5 separate regions of the Mus musculus genome follow, and all the other regions are linked to region 1. The links are chromatin contacts, called in public Micro-C and promoter capture Hi-C maps. All regions are on one chromosome and are shown on one strand. Each heading gives the region's core, a stretch centred on a gene start, on an enhancer-like site or on the middle of the called end of the contact. The rest is flanking DNA. Distances are from core to core; before and after follow the strand shown. Region 1 holds the start of Tmem163 (transmembrane protein 163). Region 2 holds the start of Cxcr4 (chemokine (C-X-C motif) receptor 4). Region 3 holds the start of Dars (aspartyl-tRNA synthetase). Region 4 holds the start of Mcm6 (minichromosome maintenance complex component 6). Region 5 holds the start of Ubxn4 (UBX domain protein 4).

Evidence for each region. Promoter capture Hi-C pulls out the DNA fragments that hold promoters and counts their contacts. Hi-C and Micro-C count contacts between places; a contact is called where the count stands out from the background.
Region 2: a promoter capture Hi-C map of embryonic stem cells shows a contact between it and region 1, with 3 times the contacts expected there. The contact joins the promoter of Cxcr4 here to the promoter of Tmem163 in region 1. A contact is called at or near these places in 3 of 39 promoter capture datasets (the 3T3-L1 cell line, embryonic stem cells and pre-B cells), 2 of 484 Hi-C or Micro-C datasets (both in embryonic stem cells) and 1 of 115 datasets of contacts at active chromatin or transcription factors (embryonic stem cells).
Region 3: a contact with region 1 is called in a Micro-C map of embryonic stem cells, with 4 times the contacts expected there. The contact joins the promoter of Dars here to the promoter of Tmem163 in region 1. A contact is called at or near these places in 1 of 484 Hi-C or Micro-C datasets (embryonic stem cells) and 1 of 115 datasets of contacts at active chromatin or transcription factors (T-cell acute lymphoblastic leukemia).
Region 4: a promoter capture Hi-C map of pre-B cells shows a contact between it and region 1, with 3 times the contacts expected there. The contact joins the promoter of Mcm6 here to the promoter of Tmem163 in region 1. A contact is called at or near these places in 3 of 39 promoter capture datasets (the 3T3-L1 cell line, hippocampal neurons and pre-B cells).
Region 5: a contact with region 1 is called in a promoter capture Hi-C map of pre-B cells. The contact joins the promoter of Ubxn4 here to the promoter of Tmem163 in region 1. A contact is called at or near these places in 4 of 39 promoter capture datasets (embryonic stem cells, liver, pre-B cells and 1 more) and 2 of 484 Hi-C or Micro-C datasets (both in embryonic stem cells).

The regions. Positions count from the first base shown.
Region 1 is chr1:127,675,942-127,679,969 of GRCm38.p6, forward strand. Tmem163 (transmembrane protein 163) reads right to left here and starts at 2,080. Exons shown (of 8, transcript NM_028135.2): 1 at 1,490-2,080. The coding sequence starts at 1,688.
Region 2 is chr1:128,590,278-128,594,305 of GRCm38.p6, forward strand. It overlaps Cxcr4 (chemokine (C-X-C motif) receptor 4), which reads right to left and starts at 2,022. Exons shown (of 2, transcript NM_009911.3): 1 at 1,912-2,022. The coding sequence starts at 1,932.
Region 3 is chr1:128,415,137-128,419,164 of GRCm38.p6, forward strand. It overlaps Dars (aspartyl-tRNA synthetase), which reads right to left and starts at 2,280. Exons shown (of 16, transcript NM_177445.5): 1 at 2,016-2,280; 2 at 218-275. The coding sequence starts at 2,081.
Region 4 is chr1:128,357,497-128,361,524 of GRCm38.p6, forward strand. It overlaps Mcm6 (minichromosome maintenance complex component 6), which reads right to left and starts at 2,209. Exons shown (of 17, transcript NM_008567.2): 1 at 1,963-2,209. The coding sequence starts at 2,069.
Region 5 is chr1:128,242,125-128,246,152 of GRCm38.p6, forward strand. It overlaps Ubxn4 (UBX domain protein 4), which reads left to right and starts at 2,013. Exons shown (of 13, transcript NM_026390.3): 1 at 2,013-2,428. The coding sequence starts at 2,347. Gm41949 (a long non-coding RNA gene) reads left to right here and starts at 2,435. Exons shown (of 2, transcript XR_878509.3): 1 at 2,435-2,518; 2 at 2,639-4,028.

The DNA.
Region 1 (4,028 bases), core at 830-3,329:
TTTAACACTGAAGCATGGCTTCTAGATATTATTAAATATCAATTCATCCTAGTATGGGTTTCTTGTCTGCCCTTGTGCAGGGGTGGGGAGAGAGAGACTGCTCGGTGCTTACAGATAACCCGCAATGCTACAGAATTAAGCCCAGCCTGAGAGTATCCATCTTTCTTCAATGTGAGATGTTTGAATCTTGCGAGGCAAAGGTAATTCTCACACCCCAGAATTAAAGTGAGAGGCTTTTCTGGCTTTCTGATGATGCCATCCACTCTCCTGTCTCTAAGGCTATCGGGTTCTGTGGGAACAGGGAAAGGACCTGCAACCCGGGTGCAGAACTCGTTCCAAGCTGGAGCGGCTCCAGTTCCGCACACAGCATCTCTGCTGTTTCTCTGGGAAATCTGTTTCCATGTCATCCTGTTTCACACGCTACAATTCGGAATCTCTAAGCAAGAGATCCTGTATCCCAACGCGAAACCGGAATATAAAGATGTTCAGGAGGTACTAAGAATAGGACAGAAACCTGCCAGAACTAAAATAATATAAGCACTCTACAGTCGACAGATGAAAGCTTCCAAGAAAAAAGGAAAAAAAAATGAATAGAGGTGTACAGAGTCGGCTGCCTGAGAAAAGACCGTGCTGCAGAGACCCCCAAATCCGCCAGCAACGGTTTCAGCAGCACCGTTGATAGTTTTCGAGGGGGGCCAATTAAGAAGCAGCAAGAAAGGGGAATGGTGTAGATGCGGTCGTCTTCGCAAAGAACCCAAGCTGAAGGCCGCTAGAGCAGGATGGGGAAGGAGAGCCAGGTGGGGGAATGAGGGATCCCTAACGTTCGACGCAGCCCCACTAAGGAGACAGTGGTTGTAAGCGGGAGATGGTGATGCCTTCCAGGGGACGCACCGGGTACAAGGCCAGCGTCCAAGGAAGGACTCAGAGCTGGACACACTCTCTCCAGGAAGTATCAGCGCGGATAGCATCTGTGCAGATCAGGTTGGTAGCCAGACCCCAAACATCCTAACCTCTCTGCCAGCACCCTCACACTATGGGGCGGTGACCGCTGTGACCCAGGATCCAGGGAGCTTCGGCCCCACGCACGTCCAGAGGCTAAGGGGACCCTAGCTGTCACCCTACCGGGTGCTCTGCCACTAACCAAAAAAATTAATTAATAATAATAATAACTTTCCCCGGGTGGCTGGGCTTGCGCAGCGGGATGCTTTGGAACCCACATCTCCCAGCACCGAGAGGAATCCCTTGGTCCCCCGTAAGACACTAAGAACCCTGTCTGCAAACTTTTCCCGCGAGCACCGGAGAAGGCTGGCCTAAGCACCCTCCGAGATCGGAAAACTGAAAGAGGCTCTCGGGAGGCACCGCTGCCCGACCCTCATGGATCCCGAAAGGTGGAATAGTCGCTTCCGCTCTTTGCACCAAGCTCCGCAAATAGGGGACAGGTGGCTTGAGAGGGGCGGAGAGGAAGGAGCGCGGGGCGGTGGTAGCTCACCTCGGTCTTCCAACCCGTCGCTGAACTGGCCGCTCTCGCTGATCCGTGGCTGCCTTTCCTCATCAGACTGCACAGAGGAGCTCATCGGAGCCGGGCTGGGGGCGGGGGCGGCGGTCGAGGGCGCGTGGCCCCGCGGTGGCGGCCGCGGGACTCCGGGGCCAGGGGGGCTGCGGCGCTCGCTGCCCAGAGCCGGCTCCATGGCGCCGGGGCTGCAGATCCCCCGAGGCGAAGCCGACCACGATGGAGACACGAAGTCCAAAGTGCCAGAGACCGAGGGCACCGAGAGAGAGCTTCGCCCGTACCGCGGTGAGCGGCAGGTCCGCCGCTAGCACACCGAGTGGCGGAGGCTGGTGCCGCGCTGTCGCCGCTGCGCTCCGCCCCCGGGGGCAGGTGCGGGCGGCAGGGACCCGCCCCGAGGCGCTAAGCCCGGGCACTGGTATCGATGCACCCAGGCGAGTGGAGAGGGAGGGCCCCGGACGGTCCAGACGCGTGGAAGCTGAGGGAACTGTTAGGGGGCGTGGGGACCAGCCTGCGGGTAGCGCAGGGCTGGGTGAGGGCGTGACGGAGGACGCGCCCCCCACTCACGTCGCGGATTGGTGCCCAGGAGGGACCCTTCCACCCTAATTACTCTGCAGTCCTCGGAGCCTGTGGCCGCGCGTGGGCAGGAGAGAGGGCATCGCAGCTCATCCGGCCTTTTTTCTCTCCCGGAGCCACACAGGCTACAAGGATTGCACCTTGTCCCCGCCTGCCCAAGCAGGCACCAGGATTCACCTGTTCCCCAGCCTCTGGATCTGCTGCCCTTAAATGGCTTTAACTCTCATCTCAGTTTCTCTCTTGCACCAACTTAGATTGAGGTGCTGCTGGAACCGTGGCTTGTCCCCCCCTCCCCCAGACCTCCCATTACGACTATCCTTGGGCCTTTCCCATCCATCTGTCAACCTCTCTAAGCGTTCAGGATCCGTCCCCTTGCTGCGGATGCTCACCCCTGTTCTTCATCTCTGACCATAACAACTTCCCACACTTGGGCAGTGAGCCTGGTCTCCCCAGCGAAGCTGCAACCTGGTCCACAGGGCCGGCTGGGGAAGACCCACAGGCGAACCGGCCGCCTAACGGATTGGGGACCCGATTGATTGCATTTACATCCGAGCTCTAGAGAGTCTAGATTTTATCAATAGGTTGGTATCAGTCTCTAAATTTCATCTGAGTACTCTAACATGCCAATTCCTTCATTTAAAGGAATCCACCCTGTTTTCTTTTGAGAGTAACCGGTTTCCTTTCTTGGTTTCCGCTCTGCCAGGGAACATAGAAGTCAGGATATGATTTAAATGTCTCTGTGGGGTTCCAGAGATGAGAAGGGAGTCACATTTTGTTGGGATCAGATCTGAGTGATCTCGGCTCCAGTTCGGTCTTCCGTTGTGTTTTTTTTAAACAATAATTTCAACTGTAAACTGAAAGCATCGAACTAGGTCATTTCAACACTCCTTTTTTTTTTTTCCTATGAAGAAAATGAAATTTTCAACAGCCCCTTCTTTTCTTTAAAGAAAATTAAACGCCATGTTCACTGGGCTTAAGACACACACACACACACACACACACACACACACAGAGAGAGAGAGAGAGAGAGAGAGAGAGAGAGAGAGAGAGAGAGAGTTTTTACCACTGATCCTGACGCTGTTCTTGGTACAAATGCTTCACATGTACAGAGCCCTCCGTCCTCTCGCATCCTGGATTGTGGGGGTTGTTTTTTGTTTTGTTTTTGTTTTCCTTTTTCTTTTTTCTTTTTTGTTCCAGATGATTCCATTGGCTGCCCTCTCAACGGTAGTCAAAGAATCACCCCAAGAACAAAAATATCCAGGCCTTGAGCACTGTGGAGGTCGATGTCACAGGCTGCAACAGAGTTGGCTGAAACGTTAACGCAGTGGCTTTTAGACTTCATCCCCCTCCTAATATTCTGCTTTTTTGAAAATTATATTTTCTTTTTCACTGTGGTCTTGGGGACAGGAGCAGAAGAGCTAGCACCGGCTTTAGCACAGAGCTGCGTCCCCACCTCTAATCTGTTTGTTTGTGCATTTATTTGTTTGGTATTTTAACAAGCATTTTCCTTTGCTGTGTGATTCAATTGTTCTTGAGGTCTGGCTAGAAGTCTTGAAACATGCCCCTCTCCGGGAACATCTTCCCTCTCTGCAGGCGCCGCACCCCCAGTGCACACACACGCTGCACAGCAGGCTCTCTAGAAGAAAGGGATCATCGTTCTGATTCCACACTTGGTTTTTGCATCCAGAGCATCTACGCGTGTAACGGTGCAGGTGAGCAAACTAGGGCTCATCATGCTCCTTCTGTACCCGAGCAAAGTCTCTTCTTTGAAGGGGAAGGAAGGGGGTTCAGCAGAAGCAAAAGCTGTTGTAAGCCTCTCTTGCCTTTTATGCTGCAGCTCCCCCACTACAAGCCCCTGCCTCTTCACTGGGAGACTATATTAGCTGCATCCTGGAAAGGAGACCATTTGCCGGGCACCTTGCTAAATGTTTCATAGGCTTTCCTC
Region 2 (4,028 bases), core at 772-3,271, 910 kb after region 1:
ACAAACAAACAAACAAAAACCCAAGCCAAAAAAACCCACAACCAAACCAAACAAACAAATCCTCCATTCAAACAAAGAAGTCACTCTCAAAACTGTGTGCGGTGGTATCCAGCGGCGTGGGGTTAAAGTCTGTGTTGAAGGAGATGGGATTTCTGTATGAGGATTAGCCAAAGGAGGAAGGAAAGAAAGAAAGAAAGAAAGAAAGAGAGAGAGAGAGAGAGAGAGAGAGAGAGAGAGAGAGAGAGAAAGAAAGAAAGAAAGAAAGAAAGAAAGAAAGAAAGAAAGAAAGAAAGAAAGAAAGAAAGAAAGAAAGAAAGAAAGAAAGAAAGACGGAGCTTGACGGTGGGGGTCCCCCAAAGACTCTTAGCTTTTTAGGCGCAAAACCTTGTTTTTCTCACGTCTGTCTAACACAAACTATTACATTTCGAGTCATGCGTAGTGAAGAAAGCTGGATAATGTGAAGGTCTTTGGGGGTTTAGGGTCAGCAGAGTGTTAGAAAGGAGCAAATAGCACTCCCCTACTTCACCCCGTGCGGCGCTTCTCTGGAAGGTGGGTCTCTCTTGCCAAACCCATGTTTATCACTGGGTGGATCTGGGACGTTAGAGTCACACTGTCCTGGGTGGGGAAAGTCACGGGGTCTGTACCCCGTGGTTTTCGCCCCCAAGTTTCACTTCCTCACTTTCCGGTCGCTTCCCATCCTGCAGCGGACCCAGTTAGTTACTGGAGTCCGAGGTAGGCAGCAGGAGTGGTCCAGACCGTGCGCACCCCGATGTCCGAGTCACCCACCTAGGGGCTGGCACCGTTGCCCATCATACCCAGGTCTACGACCAACACACAGCGGTTCTAGGGGTTCCTCCTGGCTGCGCGCCAGGATCGTTCCTCCGGGTGCGAGCGACAGATTGGGCTGCTCCAGCGCGAGCGCCTTTGAATTGCGCGCCGCCGGAGGAAACGGAAAAAAAAAAAAAAATCACCAAAGAACAAAACCCTCCCTAAGCGAGGGGGTTTCAAAAGGCTCAGGAAACCACCGACGGTTAAACACTGGGGCTCAGTCAAACAGTCTCCGAGCTTGCACCTGTTCATCCCTCCGGCGACCCGGCACAACCCAGGTGCGGTCCCAACATGCCCTCCTGTCCCCAACCGCCGTCATGGCCAGCAGCATCATGGTACAGACTTATGACCCTTTCTCAGGAACGATCCTAAAGGCAAGCCCGACCTCGGGAGGTTCGTTTGCCACTGCGGGGAAGTGGCGGGTCGGATGCCCGCAAAGCGCTGCTGCTCCATCCCAAAGCGACGTTCTCTCCGCGGCTGCCGCAGTTTGTGCCCCCCCTCTAGGCAAGCGACGCGGCAGACTAGCTCACTTTTCCCGCCGAAGACGGGCGCTCCTCTGTCTGCACTATGGAATTTCAGAACCGCACTCCTAACTCCAAGAACCGCTCCAAGACGCTCCGGTTCGAAGCTCACCCAGAATGTAGTGCCTACGCGTGCCGACTAAAGTCTCTAAATTCACACAATGTAAGAAACTCTAAGAAAACTCCTGTTTTCAGGAGGACCAGACGATGGTCTGAGTCTTGGGACAGAGGGCAAGCCCTTCTCCCTTTTTCAAAAAACTGGGACGTTTGCAAACAGCGTGCAAGTCGGCGCGCGCCGCGGGACTCAAGGGGGAGGGAAACAAGAGCAACCTTAGGAAAGCTCCATCTGAACCCGTCCCACTCAACTTACTGGCAAAAATATTCCTATCTTCCTCCCCCTATAGCCATGTTCACACACATAAAAAAAAATTAGTTCCCGCTCCTCCTTGTGACCCTGACACCCCTCAAGGTTTTAGTTGCTTCAACCCGCTCCTTAAAGGGGCTGAGCTCTAAGTTCACACGTTTGCACGTTTACTATAAAGTAGGATGCAAGTGGACTTACACTCACACTGATCGGTTCCATGGCAACACTCGCTCTACAGCCGTGGTGGTTACCGGAGCACCAAACGCCTCAGAGGTTTCACTGCTACCTGCTGCACCAGGCAACAAAATTGAAGTTTCTGGCCCGAACCGGACTTTTATAAAAACACGCTCCCGGGGCGGCGCATGCGCAGCTCGGACGGGGCGGGAGGAGACTGGCGGGGGCGGGGCGCAGGGCGCGGGCAAACAGAAGTCCAAGAGCCACTGCTGTTGTGTTTTAAGTCAGTATGGGTCCAGAGCCTGGCCGGATAATGTTCTCAGAGTTGGGGAAAGCAGGATGCCAGCCAGGGTGTTTCTGCGGGTCGCGCATCCATCCTTACCCACGTGGATAGAATTTTAGACCTGGAGTTTACGGGTGGAGAACTTGAGACAAGACTGGGGATGGGGGTGTGTGACTTGGAGCCTGCCTAACCAGTAGGCGGCAATGTTGGAACCTCCGCCAGGGTTCTATACTCTGAGCTGTCAGGAGTGATTACTACCAAAACTCTTCCAAGCAAGTGTGTGTTACTACATATTCATATAATGACATTAGGGTCAGGTGTGGCAGAAAGCACTTGCGGACCCATCCAGAAGCAGATATACTCCCAGGAAGAAAGTCACAATAGTGGCAACAATTTCGTGAAGAGATTTGGGTGTGTGTGTATGTAAAATGATTGAAATGTGCTTTATTATAAAGAATTGAGCGGCGAGGACTTTGTGTAATCACATCCTAAGAAATCCGCACAGAAACACTGGTTCATTTTCATTTCATAAGCACATAGGGGGATGCATCTAGTTAACAGATAATTACAGAGTCCCAGCTGGGAAGCTAGCCGCGATTCATGCGCAGTCAGTGGGCGCTCCACGAGCTCCAAGAGACCAAATGGAGCAGCCTGGGACTGCAAAGCCTGGCCTGAGCCCAGAGCTTTCGCTTCATGCCTATCTCGCGTCTCCCACGCAGAACACTAAGATGGGAAGTCTTAGTGAAGAGCTAGTTAGGTCAGGTTGGGGGCGTGGATGGCTAGGGAATCTCAGACAGGCTAAGGTTGCAGTGGGCGCCCAGACTGCTTCCCAGGCTCGCGCGGGATCCGACCGGCGCCGAGCCTGGGCTAGGCGGGGAGGGAGAAAAGGGTGGGGTCAGAACCAACCAGACCTCCAGCCAGAGACCGCGGGATCCAATGCCGGGGGCACTGGGGGTGGTGAGACATCCGGCAGCAGGAGCCTGGGTTGCTATGCAACCCAGATACCGCCCCCACCCCCTCCTGGAATGGACCAAAGGATAGGCAGGCCCAGACTGCGCCCTCAACTCCATCCCCGCCCCACTTCTCCCGTTCCTTTTTTGTTTGTTTGTTTGTTTGTTTGTTTGTTTTGTTTGAGGCAGTTTTATGTAGTACAGGCTGGACTCAGGCTCCGTATGTAGTTAAGGATGACCATGAATTTCTGATGATCCCGTTTGTCACCTGCCTAGTACTGGGATTACAGTTGTGTGCCACCACGCCCAATTTTCGTGCTGATAGGGCTTAAATCAGAGCTTTGTGTAGGCTAGGCAAGCAGTCTACTAACTGTACTATCATTTGCACCTCCTTCTTTAGCTAAGGAAGGCTTTCGGTTGGAAGTGCTGGGGAGCTGTTTTACAGCCTGGGAACTCGTCTCTCTCCATCTTCCTGTATGGCCTGGGCACTCTCCTTCAAAATGTGCTGTCAAAGTCCTCTTCTGCCCTGCACTTATGTGATCCAGAAAAGCTAAGGATGAAATTAGGAAGTGCGACCCTCAAAAACTGCTAAGTTAAAAGCCAAGAACTTCCACAAGCACTTTTAATTATATCCAATCATTACTAAAACATAGGCTCATATTTCCATAAACTAGTTAGGACAGACAGAAGAGCCCGTGGACCGGAATATCAGACCCATTAAAAGAGCGCTGGTGTTCAAGATCGGTAGCAGCAGGATGGTGAGCTGTGTCTAGCCTCCAAATTCCTGCATTCCCAAAGGCTAAAATGGGAGAAAGGGAATCTTGCGAACCTGTCCCTGAACGACAGAGAGTACAATCTGAGTAAAATGATTTGCATAATTAATATTTGTTGATTATTGGTGGACAAAA
Region 3 (4,028 bases), core at 1,030-3,529, 740 kb after region 1:
ACTCTCTGCCACACAGAGTTCAAGACCAGCCTGGGTAATTCTAATTCACAAGACTCTGCCTCAAACAAACAAACAAACAAACAAACAAACATATTCTTTTCCAGATTAAGACCTACAGGCTGATAATATTTACAGAGTGTGTTAACATCCATAAACCTTTAGTCAACCCTATTTTAAACTTCATGAAGTATTCTAGAATTACAAGGAAAATACTAACCTGGCTTTTCTTGTGATTGTATCATAGAAGATATCCCATATCTCTCTTTAGCATAATCCTAGGGAAAAAAATTTTTTGGTAAAATGACTTTTAATTTAAATACATAAATACAAGTACCTAGAACTACAAATAAATTTGTATTAATTTCCAAAAGTACACTTTTAAACTCAGCCATTTTAAATATGGAAATTTGTTCACTTATGTATGTGCTTACTACAAAGAAAAAAAGCACCCAGTTTCTGGTTATATATTTATTATATTTACATATGTGCATAGATATATCATGCATAATAGTACTCCCAGGTATAACTTACACATGCATAGAATGCTTCTTAACTACCTTATTCCAAGGGAGATTAATCTACTTCAAAGAAGAGATATAAATTTGCCCTGTGAAGGGAGTAAGATGAAGTCCTACAGTTTTATTAACTTCCTATCACAGGAAGAGGTGTTCAAAGAGAACCAACGCTTTGGGTAAGGTTTCTGAGCACCAGATGTTCACTTGTTAGAAATCGGAGCTGTTTGATACACGCTAACTACAACTTTCCTTTTGTAAAACACGACCAGAAAATTCACCTGCCTCCTATTTCTACAACTAATAACAGGTTACATAGTTTGAGAATGGCAATATTATCAAATTTCATGGAGTAAGTTAGGAAGAGGAGCTGAAGTTCAGGCTATAAACTACACTTATTAAACAGTTACGTAGTCTTTCATTTTATCTTACCTTACCTCTACAATGTTCTTAAGTTCCTTCCATTTATTTATAGAACTCTATTATAATGTCTACCATATACTGTATCTTATACCTATACTACTTACAATGGTGTGTTGATAATTTATACAATTAGACACACTAACACACAAAAATAATTTCCTTAAATTTTTTTTTAACAAGGTAGTTTTGAAAGATGTCTGAAACAGTTTCTGTTCTTCTACATTCTCTTGTTGAAATTGTTTCTTCAATATGAGAGAACTGTCACATAATGGTATGTGCCATAAATAGGTGGTGCATTTGAACCAAAGGGGGGTGAAAATAAGAAAAAAAAGTGTTATTGTTTCTATTTAGTACTCACATTTCAGCAGAACTAAATAGTAACTTATTATTCTGAGTTATGATGTAGTTAGCAAATGCTGAATTCCTCCACCAAAAAATTAGGAGCCAGGAAAAGATTAAGACTTAAGTATTACTACAAACACCTAACTTAGAGGATTTCAAACCTTGACTTCTGCAAAGTGCTATGGATCACTGAGGGTTATCTCTGGGAATTGCACTACCCTACCTCACAGAGTCACTGAGAAAGGAAACCAAGATAACACGTGTTGGCAGCTGTCACAAGGAAAAGTCATTAAATACACTGGCAGCTCGTGCTGCAAAGGGCTGTCTTTACTGGCCAGAACATTATGAGGGCTGAGGGTATCGATTAGTGGTGCTTTATCAGAAATGTCCGGGGACTGGGCTGGTGTGTTCCGTGCAGGACGTGCTAACCTAGGAAGGCTCGAGTGAACCTCGCCGCAGCTACTTCCGGTTCCGCGAGCGCCCACGTTTGCCTGTCCCCCCACCCCCAGGAACACGGTTCTTCCAGGCCACGGTCCCAAGAGTTAACAGTCCCGAGTAGTTGAGGCCGCGAGCCCAGGCACGGCCCCTGGGGTCCTCGGGAGCACTGGCCTGCGACGCGACACCCCACGCCGCGGCCTGCGAGTAAAGCGCTGACGGGAGCTACGGAAGCGGCGCCCGGATCGCCCCACTCCCTCCCTCAGCGCACTCCCCGACCCGGGGGGAAAGGAGGAAACCCACTTCCGCCGCGTCCACGATCTCCCGCGGCTTCTCCTGACCCTTACGGCTGGCGTTGGTGCTGGGCATCAGGACACTGGATTTGGGGAGTGGATACCACCCTCCCTCGCAGGCTTCCGTAGGACAGGCTAAGAAGCGGCTCCCTCCCGCACAGTCTCGCCCTCCCAGCCCGGGTTCTAAGCCCCCAGTCTCCGCGTGGAACCTTGGCTTCGGAAATATCGCGAGAGCCACAGCGAGCTCTCGCGCGCCGCCGCCAGCTCCTCCCTCTGCCCCGCCCACGGGAGTCATGGGGCGTGGCCCAGAAGTGGGTGTGGTCTCGCAGGATAGGCTCCGAGGAATCTTCCCTGCAGAGCCTCTTGACATACCTACCCTCTTGGTCTAACTTCATTCCAGTTAATTGTCTTCCCCTTGCTCCCAGAGTCCCTCTTTTTAAATTTAATTCTAATTATTTTAAAGACAGGGTCTGTGTAATGCTGTCTGGCCTGGAACTCACGAGGATCCTCCTGCCTCTGCTCCCTGAGTGCTGGGATTAAGAGTGTGAAACACCACGAGCTTGCTTACTTGTATATTTAGAGACAGGGAGTTGGGGGTGGGGTGAGTATCATTGTTTCACCCTCCCTGGCAGACAGCTTGTCTCGCGTCCTGCCAGCTGGGATCTCCGCTTTTGGAATTGATGCCTTCACTGCCCTGTGGAAGCCTGTCTCTTGGGTCAGAGGAGGTCTCTGGGCAACCTGCTCTGTGTGGGAAGGCAGGATGCTGTGTTAGAGGTAGGCAGGTAGGCTCCTAAGGCAGGATGGAGTACTGTTTTAAAAGCAATAGCCTACAGGTTTTCCTTGACTTGTTGTGTTGTGAAAGGCAATGCATAGTATAGTGTTGGTTGTCTAATGGGTGAATCTTCCCTAAATTAGACTTTTGAAAAATGCTGTCGTTTTTATTGAATGTGGGCTTTGGTAATTCGGGCCTGCAGTTAACAGCACTCAGGAAGCAGAGGCCAGCCTTGTTTGCGTAGTGAGACTCTATCTTAAAACAACAACCAAGAAGGAAAAGTTTGTTGGGATGAAATTTGAAGACTTGATTACATACTACTTCCGGTGCTGGACACAAGCTTTAGCCGTCTTTGTCACATTTTAGCTGTCTGTAGTGTCTTATCTTGACATAAAATGTCATGGTCAATACTTGTTAACAGGATACAATTGGACCCTCCTCCCCAACCCTACCTTATCCCCTCAAATGAAAGCTCTCTGGGAATAACTTTACTTAGATCTGGAATCCAGGTAAGATTTTACTTAGATCTGGAATCCAGGTAAGATAGATATGGTGGCTCCAGAAGTGTAGTTTACTATGTAGTTATAGGTGGGGGAAAATATGGTTCAATTAACTCATCAGTGGTTATAAATATGTGCTTTGTGCTAAGCGTTATATAAACCATTGGCAATAAAATGATTACTGATGGTTCTGGCCAGGATCCTGAGCTGATCTTTCTACTTGACGCAGGCTGACTGCCGAGAAGAGACACATCTTAATCTGCTACTGTTTGCTCAAAACAGAAGAATGTATTCATTCCTTAGGGAATGATAGTGAATACTTATGGTCAATAGCACATTCCATTATAGTCAAGGGATTCCAATGCAGAAAGCATCTGAATTGGCTCCATTTCTAAAAGAAGTATTTATTCTCTTAGCCTTAGTACTAATGTATGCCCTGATCGACAGAAGGCAACATATAAATTCTATTGTCATTTGGTAGGGTGGAATTGTCATATTTCAGTGTGTCCACAAGACTCCTTTTGTTTGTTTGTTTCTTGTTGTTTTCCTGCATATGTCTTACTGTGCTCCTTTGCTTTGATAGAATATTCTTATTTAGGTCATAACTTTGGAGTAACGATGTAAATATGTGTAAGAAATATCAACTATGACTTTTTCTATCGAATACTGTAAAACTTGTGTTTAAAACCAGGAATTCAAATCTGTTTATCTCCCTTTCCTTACAAGACTTATGAAAATGCTTTAGTTCCCT
Region 4 (4,028 bases), core at 959-3,458, 680 kb after region 1:
AAAGAAACAAAGGGGATAGATGCTGGAGACACAGACTCAGGGGCGGAATGCTTGTCTACCATGTGTAAGGCTCTGTCTGGGTTCCTTCCCTAACATTATTAAGAAAACAAGCAAGCAGCAAAAAATAGATAGCTGAGCCACCCGTGGTGACTCATGGAAAATGAAACTAACAGAAAATTTAGACATAGCTGGGTGGCGACAGTGCACACCTTTAGCCCCAGTGCTTGGGAGGCAGAGTTAAGCACATGTCTGAGTTGAAGGGGCTACACAAAGAAACCCTGTCTCAAAATAAAAACAAACAAAAAAGAAATATTTAGACTCTTCTGCAAGCAAAAGCAAAGCTGCTCTGTGAATGGAAGTTGATTATTTTAAAAACTAAGTCCTGTTTATGCTTAGCTCCAGCTCTTAGCTACCAAGAAAAGGCCCTTGGCATCTGGAAAATAGCAGGCCTGCTGGGATCACAGGCAAAGAAGTAGCTACTGCTTGTTGCCTGAATGGTCTAAAGTAGTGGTTCTCGACCTTAACGCTGAGACCCTTTAATACAGTTCCTCATGTGTGATGACCCCAACCATAAAACCATCTCATTGCTACTTCATAACTAATTTTGCTGTTATGGACCATACTGTGCATATGGATCTGGTATGTGCCCCAAGGGATCCTGATCTACATGTTGAGAACTGCTGGTTTACACAGACTTTAATCAAAAGGAGACTTGGGTTTTGAAGGACAAGCAGCTGTACCGACTGCCAAAAACATTACAAAGGTTGGAACATAGAATTTAAATTCCAGAGGGTTATTTTTGTTTGTTTTGTTTTTCAGCACCAGACTTTCTATGTAGCCCTGAGCTCTGTCCTGGAACTCACTTTGTAGACCAGGCTGGCCTTGAACTCATAGGATCCGTCTACCGCTGGCTTGTGCCCAACACTGGCCTGCTTACAGTTTTAAGTATAGCAGAACTTCAAAAGATAGCTGTAGAGCCAAAAGGACGACTAGATCAGCAATATGTGGTAACCAGTATACGCGTGCCATGTCATTTTATTCTGCCTTAAAAGGCAAACCCTTGATTACAATAAGCTGCATGTCTAGCAAAATTAGCCACACACACTTATCGGAGGCACCTATAGTGATCCAGTTCAATGTTAGAAGTGTGGCAGGTGTCAGGAGGCTAGGAGAGTTAGAGAGGCTCTAACTATTTAGTAGGTAGAGTTGGAAGAGTTTCAAACAGGGATCATTGTACAAGTTGAATGCACCTCAAGATGCTTGTTGTACACTCCCAAAAGGTCAAAACTCTTAAGTTTTTGTTATATACTGACATAATCTTTAAAAAGAAAAAGAAAAGAATTGTTTACTATTGGAGGCGGAAGAGTAAGGAGCACACTGGTATGTGGTTGCTGCTAGGTGCTAGAAGCGGAGGGAGGGATGGGAAGGAGGCAGCTAGATGTCTAGAACAATTCTTTCATTATATAGGGCAGAACTCATTTCACTGAACAGTCATCAAGCCATAGATTCCTGTTAGAACGAGCTGGCCCAGGTTTGCTTGCATTGCAAGCTCCTGGTTCTGGGCTGTGTGCCCAACCCTACTCAAGAGGTAACGCCCCCCCCCCCCCCCCCCACCTCCCAAAAAACCAAACTCTGGCCTCACTGGGTTGCGACGTGAGTCCTGCTGGGATTCATTCCCAGCATCGCCCCAACTAGTCATGGCGGTGCACATCTGTCATTCCAGCACAAGCTAAGCGGAGGCTGGAGGATTACAAGTTCAAAATCATCTTTGGCTACACAGCGAGTTCGAAACCCTGTTTTAGAAACGTAATGAAAAAGCAGCACAGTATGACACAAGGGAGCGCTGCGGTGAAGAAAGGAGTCGAGGAGGCTTCGGATTCCCGCCGGGCCGGGGCCCATCCCTTCCGGAGCACACATGGCCCCGGTCTCCGCCCGGCCCGCGAGCCCCCGGAGGCCACTCACTCTTCCAGGAAGTCTAGGAACAGCTTCTGGCATTTCTCGGCCACCTCGTCGCGCACCTCCGGGTGCTGGCTTCCGGCGCCGGGCTCCGCGGCCGCTGCGAGGTCCATGGCGGCGCCGAGAGTACGCGCTGCTGAGGGAAGACCACCGCGGAGGAGAGTCCGCAGCTGCAGATAGCCCGGCCGCAGGTTCCACGCGTAGCTCCTTCCGCGCTGCCACTTCGCGCGCGCCTCCGGCTAGCCCCGCCCTCTCACCTCAGCCAATAACAGGGTAGGAGCTGAGCTACTTCGCGCCAAACCCGTCCAATCAATGGCGGTTCCGTACAGAGCCCCGCCCACCGCACGCACTTTTCGCGCCAAAAGCATACGCCATGAAGCTTTTGCCCATGCGCAATGTAGTCGCACCCACCCTCTGGTTGTTTTGGCTTGAGGAGCTAACCCCTCCCTCTCTCCCTTTACCCCCAGAGTTTATGTATAGACTTTTTTGGGTTTTTTTGTTTTGTTTTTGGTCACTCAGGGTTAAACCTACTGTGAATTGTGCATCTGGAGGAAGTAAGGTATGAGCAAACCAAACTACAGGAGAGAGCCCCTTAAAAGTCAGGTGGAGGACAGGAGCAAAGGCTTAGAGAGTAACTCATTCCGCAGCGGACCCAAGCTTGTTTCTTAGCAGCTACATGAGACAGTCACCACCTTTAACTCCAGCTTAGCGACTTTGATACCCTCTTCTGACTTCTAAGAACACATGTGCATACACATACACTTAAAAAGACAGAGATAGATATATTCTGACAATCTGCATACCATTTGACTTTCTTTTCTTTTTTAAACTGAGAGGGTCTCACATAGCCCAGGCTGGCCTTGAATTCTGGGTTCACGTGGTGCTGGGACTGAACCTAAAGCCTTCTGAGTGTAGAACAAGGACTACCTTGCTAGTAAATGATCCACATTGCCAGTCCCTCCTCGACTTTGATAGCTTAGTGCTGATAACTTGTTTCACCACCAGCACTTTTATCCTGGGCTTCCAGGACACAGTAAACCTGGACCAGAATAAATAAGTCACTTTTTCGAGGCTTACTGGATGTTAAAAATTTAATGCCAGGCAGAGTATATAAAATTAATACTTTTATAATCTATTAGGAAATATACTATAGAGATCTGCAATTGAAGGTGTTGAAGACTTGAAGCCTCAAATCCCTCCCTCCTTTGCCAACTCCAAATGTAGCCTTCACTGAGTGAGAATCCTGGGGCTTTCTAGAGAAACAAAACTGATAAAGACACACACACAGGATTTACTAAGTTTAGCATACAGGCTGTTGTCTGGCTAGCTCAACAGTGGCTGTCTTCCAATAAAAACGCCAAGCAGATGGTGGTTCAGCCCACAAGGCTGGATGTCTTAGCAGGTTTTCATTAAATGTTGGGAGTCCTGAAGAAACAGGTTCTAATACATTAATTGCTGCCTCAGCAGCAGGATGATAGATGGACTTGCCAGTGAGAGTGAGGACAGGCAGGCAAACGCACAAAAGGCTTCCTTCTGTGTCATTTTAGGTATGCTGTCACCAGGTGTGGCCCAGATATTGGATGGGCCTTTTTATTTTTAGAGAGAGTATTTCTTTTCTTTTTCTTTTTTTCTTTTTTTTTTTGTTTTTTTGTTTTTTTCGAGACAGGGTTTCTCTGTGTAGCCCTGGCTGTCCTCGAACTCAGAAATCTGCCTGCCTCTGCCTCCCGAGTGCTGGGATTAAAGGCGTGCGCCAGTATTTCTATGTGTAGTAATCCTGGCTTCCTGGAACCTGATTTGTAGACCAGGCTGGCCTTGAAGTCAAGAGATCCAGCTGCCCTTGCCTTCCAAAAACCACTCCGGGGCTTTTAGGGTGTGGGTCTTCTGATTACAAAAGATGCAGATTTAAGGTAAATCTTCTCACGTCACAGAATCCAACCAAGAAAACCCTTCACAAGTGTGCCCAGATGCCCAGGTTTAGTTGATAGTGTGAGTGTGTGGTGTGTGTTTTGTTACATTTTTTTTCCTTAAAAGCTCCAGACCAGCTAGCTAGTGCTACAAAGTGAGACCCTGCC
Region 5 (4,028 bases), core at 763-3,262, 570 kb after region 1:
GCCAGCCTGGTCTACAAAGTTGAGTTCCAGGACAGCCAGGGCTATACAGAGAATCCCTATTTCGAAAAACTAAAAAAAAAAAGGAAGAAGCCAACTTTTTCAGCCCTTCATGAGGCATTCCTGGTGAACTATAATTAATGACTTGGTGTAAGTTAAAACATTCTGTAGTTCCTCTTCTCTGCCATTTATTACAGTGGCAATTACAGGAGTAATTGCCCTATTTATTGCTTAATGTTTTACTGCTGGCCAGAGGAATGTAATCCTTGAGGTGGTTCTTTTGTTTACTAAGACCTCAACAAATGTTTGTTCAGTGGTTAAGTTTAGAAATGATCCAGCAAAACTTTGAATTCTGAAAAGTACATGCATAATTTCCTTAAACAGGATTTGGGGCAGGCATTCAGAAACAATAGCTAACATCTGTAAAGCACTTAATTGCTACATAAGTAACAAGTACTTGCTAAACACAAGGGTCTCTGTGTGGTCACATAGCCTAAAGGGTAGGTTCCCTCCAAGGCTCCAATTGACTAGTGAGACAACTGAACTGTCAGAGAGGGAGTTGTGCTAGTAATAAATGGAGGTGCTCACGAACTGGGGTAGCTGTTTCCACGTCCTGCCACTAATGCTGCTTTGTATTAGTCACTTGTATCTGCCTTCGAAGCAGAAAAGGGATATCAAAGTAGTTAAATATATATATATATTTGAAGGAAGATAGGAGAAATTGGCCAATTTAAGCCAGATTAGATTATATTAAAGGCAGGTTTTTGGGAAACCGCTCTCGGTCGGCGAGTTCACTGGCCCCAAGGATCAAGGCCAAGGAAGTTGCCACCAGGGAGAGGGGAGCAGCTAGTGGAGGAAGATATATAGTAAGAGAGAAGGGGGGGGAGTGGGAATGGGCAAGGAGAGAGAGAGAGAGAGAGAGAGAGAGAGAGAGAGAGAGATCTGGACTGGGAAGTTCAAAGTTGGAGGCAGGGTATGGACTGAGGGATGCTGGGAGAACCTGGAGGCCAGGTCTGCTTTGGTGTGGAAAATATGCACCTCAGTCCCTTGTCCCCAAGTCCGAAACCAAACACTAGAAACTTGTGCAAATGTTTTTTCTTCCATTTTGATTTCGTATGCATCCATAAACCTTACATAGTTATTAATTTATTTTCTTACTGGCCTATACACAAGTTGATTCTACTCCATTTAGACTTTCTTTACTCTATCACTCAAGGAAACAACAGAAATATTTTCTTTACATGATATTCATACAAGTTAAGTACAGCCAGCCAAGATGGTACACGCTGGATGGTACAGGTAGGAGGATTGTCTTCACAGAATTAAAAATAAATAAGTTTTTTCAATAGCATAGCATAGTGGCTGAAGGTTTTACAATGTGATCCAGTTAGTAAATGCACATTATAGCCAAAAGCCAGCATTCTGCCACTTCGCTTACCCTTCAGATAAGGGGCCTATGTGGTACTGCGGGGTGGGAGGCGGGCGAGGAGGAACACTGTTGTACCTCTAGCCGGTCTTTTTCTTTTGTTTGTTTGGGGTTTTTGGTAAGTTGGTTGGTTGGTTTTTGTTTGTTTGTTTGTTTGTTTGTTATTCAGGGTCTCTGTACAAATCCTGACAGTCCGCGGAACTCACCTTGTAGACTAAGCTGTCCATCTCATACAGGCAGGCAGGCCTCTGCTTTCGGATTGCTGGGATTAAATGCGTGGTTTGCCACGCCCCTCTGAATCCCATCTTTTTCACAGGGTCAAATTAAATAAAAACCAAAGGCTTCGGGTCAAGCCCCGTAAAGCTTGTTTATTTGTGGAGCAGATTGCTTGCAGAAGTCAGAGGGTGACAGCAACTCGATACCTAGCATTTACTCTTACAGCGTTGATGTGCTCACTATGCTCACTCTCGCCATGCTTTGAGCCCACAGTTTACCTTTCCGCAAATTAACAAGCCTCGGAAGACTACAATTCCCAGGAAGCCTCACTGCAGGCGACGTCAACGTGCCGTAGCGGTTAGTCATCCTTCCTGATACTTCCTTCCACTTCCTGGAGTCGGAACCCGAGGCTTCGCGGGGGCGCGCACTTACGGACTTACCTAGCCGACCAGGCACCGGGGCGCGCGACCCCTGACGAGGAGTGTCGTCGTCACGTGACACAGGGGCGTACTTTTCTTGCCAAGCGCGCTCCGGTGCGCGTCCCCAGGGGGTGGCTGTCGGGCGTACGGGCTGGCTGGGTCCTCAGACCGGGGCCCGGATTAGCCGGTGGTTGCCGGGGCCACGAGGCCAAAGAACCAGGAGGGCGGGGTCGGCTGTGGCACCGCGGCGACGACACACCGAGCGAGCGCCTGGGCCTGAAGGGGACGATGCTGTGGTTCCAGGGCGCCATCCCGGCGGCCATCGCGTCTGCTAAGAGGAGCGGCGCGGTCTTCGTGGTGTTCGTGGCAGGTGACTGGGGAGAGGGCCCGAGAACGGTGGCGCTTTGATCTTGTTCTGGATTCTCGTTAGCGTCGAGTGAGCTAGGCAGGAGGAGCTAAGGTGGGCCGGGCTCAGACAGCCTAAGACCCTGTCGCCCAGTCCACTCGGTCTCTTCGGGGCCGCTCGTCTCCTGTCCGGGCCAGTACAGCTTTTTTTTTTTTTTTTTTTTTTTTTTATAAGGCTCCAGGCTTGCTCCGCTGCGGGGCCGACCCAGACGCCAAGCCTCTCCAGGCCGCGGGCGGGCCCAGTGCCACTTGGTGCTTCTGGGGTCTGTTGGGGACTCCGGCGTGACCTGTCTGCATCTGTGTGGGAAGCGCGTCCAGGCCCTGTCCCCAATCACTGAACCCTGCGAGGAGTCGCGCCCTGCAGGCCTTGGCAATCGGGTTGTCGCAGGCAGACCCCCCCCCCCAAGACCCCCAGCCCTGGTGTTCCCCTTCTTGGTCCTCTGGGATCTCCTCTTCTGGCAGCTTGGACCTTTTAATTCTTGGTGTGCGGGTGTGGTTGGGACAGGCCACTAGGCAGACAACTGGGTCTAGAAAGTTGTGAGCTGTCAAGAAAGCTGTGTCATCGGTAAGCCACAAAGAAACCACCTGATGTCTTAGAATGTTCCCGAAACATAAACTTGAGCTCACAGATGGTACTCTTTTATCATAGTACTCAGAGGGAACTGAGGTGCAATAATTACTTTATTACAAGTTGACCTTTTTTTTTTTTAACTTTTAACATAGTTTTTAAAGTACATACTCAGTCCTGATTCTTCCTCTCTTCTAACCTAAAATGTAGTTTTCCAGACATGTGCCAACTCATTTACCCCATATTGCTCTAAATCAGTTGGTTCCATAGCCTCCTGTTTTATTGCTGAAGTCTTGTATATCCGCAGTCAACCATCTGCTTCTATAGTTTTGTACATTCTTGATACATGGACCAGTTTGTGTGACAACTATTAATCTGAAGTGACAACTATTAATTTCTTCAGTCACTTGTGTTCAGTAACAGTTACTCATAATTGACCCATGGCTTTTAAGAGTTCTGTAACTTTGTTCATCTCTGTGGGAAAAAAAAAAAAACTGACATGTGAATTTGAGCATTTTAAATTTTAAATGTCTGTTTTGTTATGCTAACTTTTCAACTTGATGCTTGCTGTTAATTAGAAAAGCATAAATTACTTAGGCTATATTGAATTATACTTTAAATTAAATTAATAAATTAATCTTGTAATCCAGTAAGAATAGTAGTCACATGAAAATGGAAAGAACACGACATTGAACTCAGGTTAGAAATTGAACTCAGGTCATCTGAAAGAGCAGCTGCTCTTAACCACTGAGCTATCTCTCTAGCCGCAGTTTACAACATTTTAAACTGTGTTCCACACAAAATTTCAATAGTTCTGGGGGGAAAGGTAGTTTTATTGTCTTGTTTTTGTAGTTGAACCACTTAGGTCCAAAGTTGTAAGTAACTTGGGCCAGTCTCACAAAAACTGTTTGCTTGGTTTTTCTATTCTAGGATTTTTGGGTTTCTTGTGTGGTATTTTATTTGGTTTGGTTTGGTTTGGTTTTTTTTTTTTTGAGAC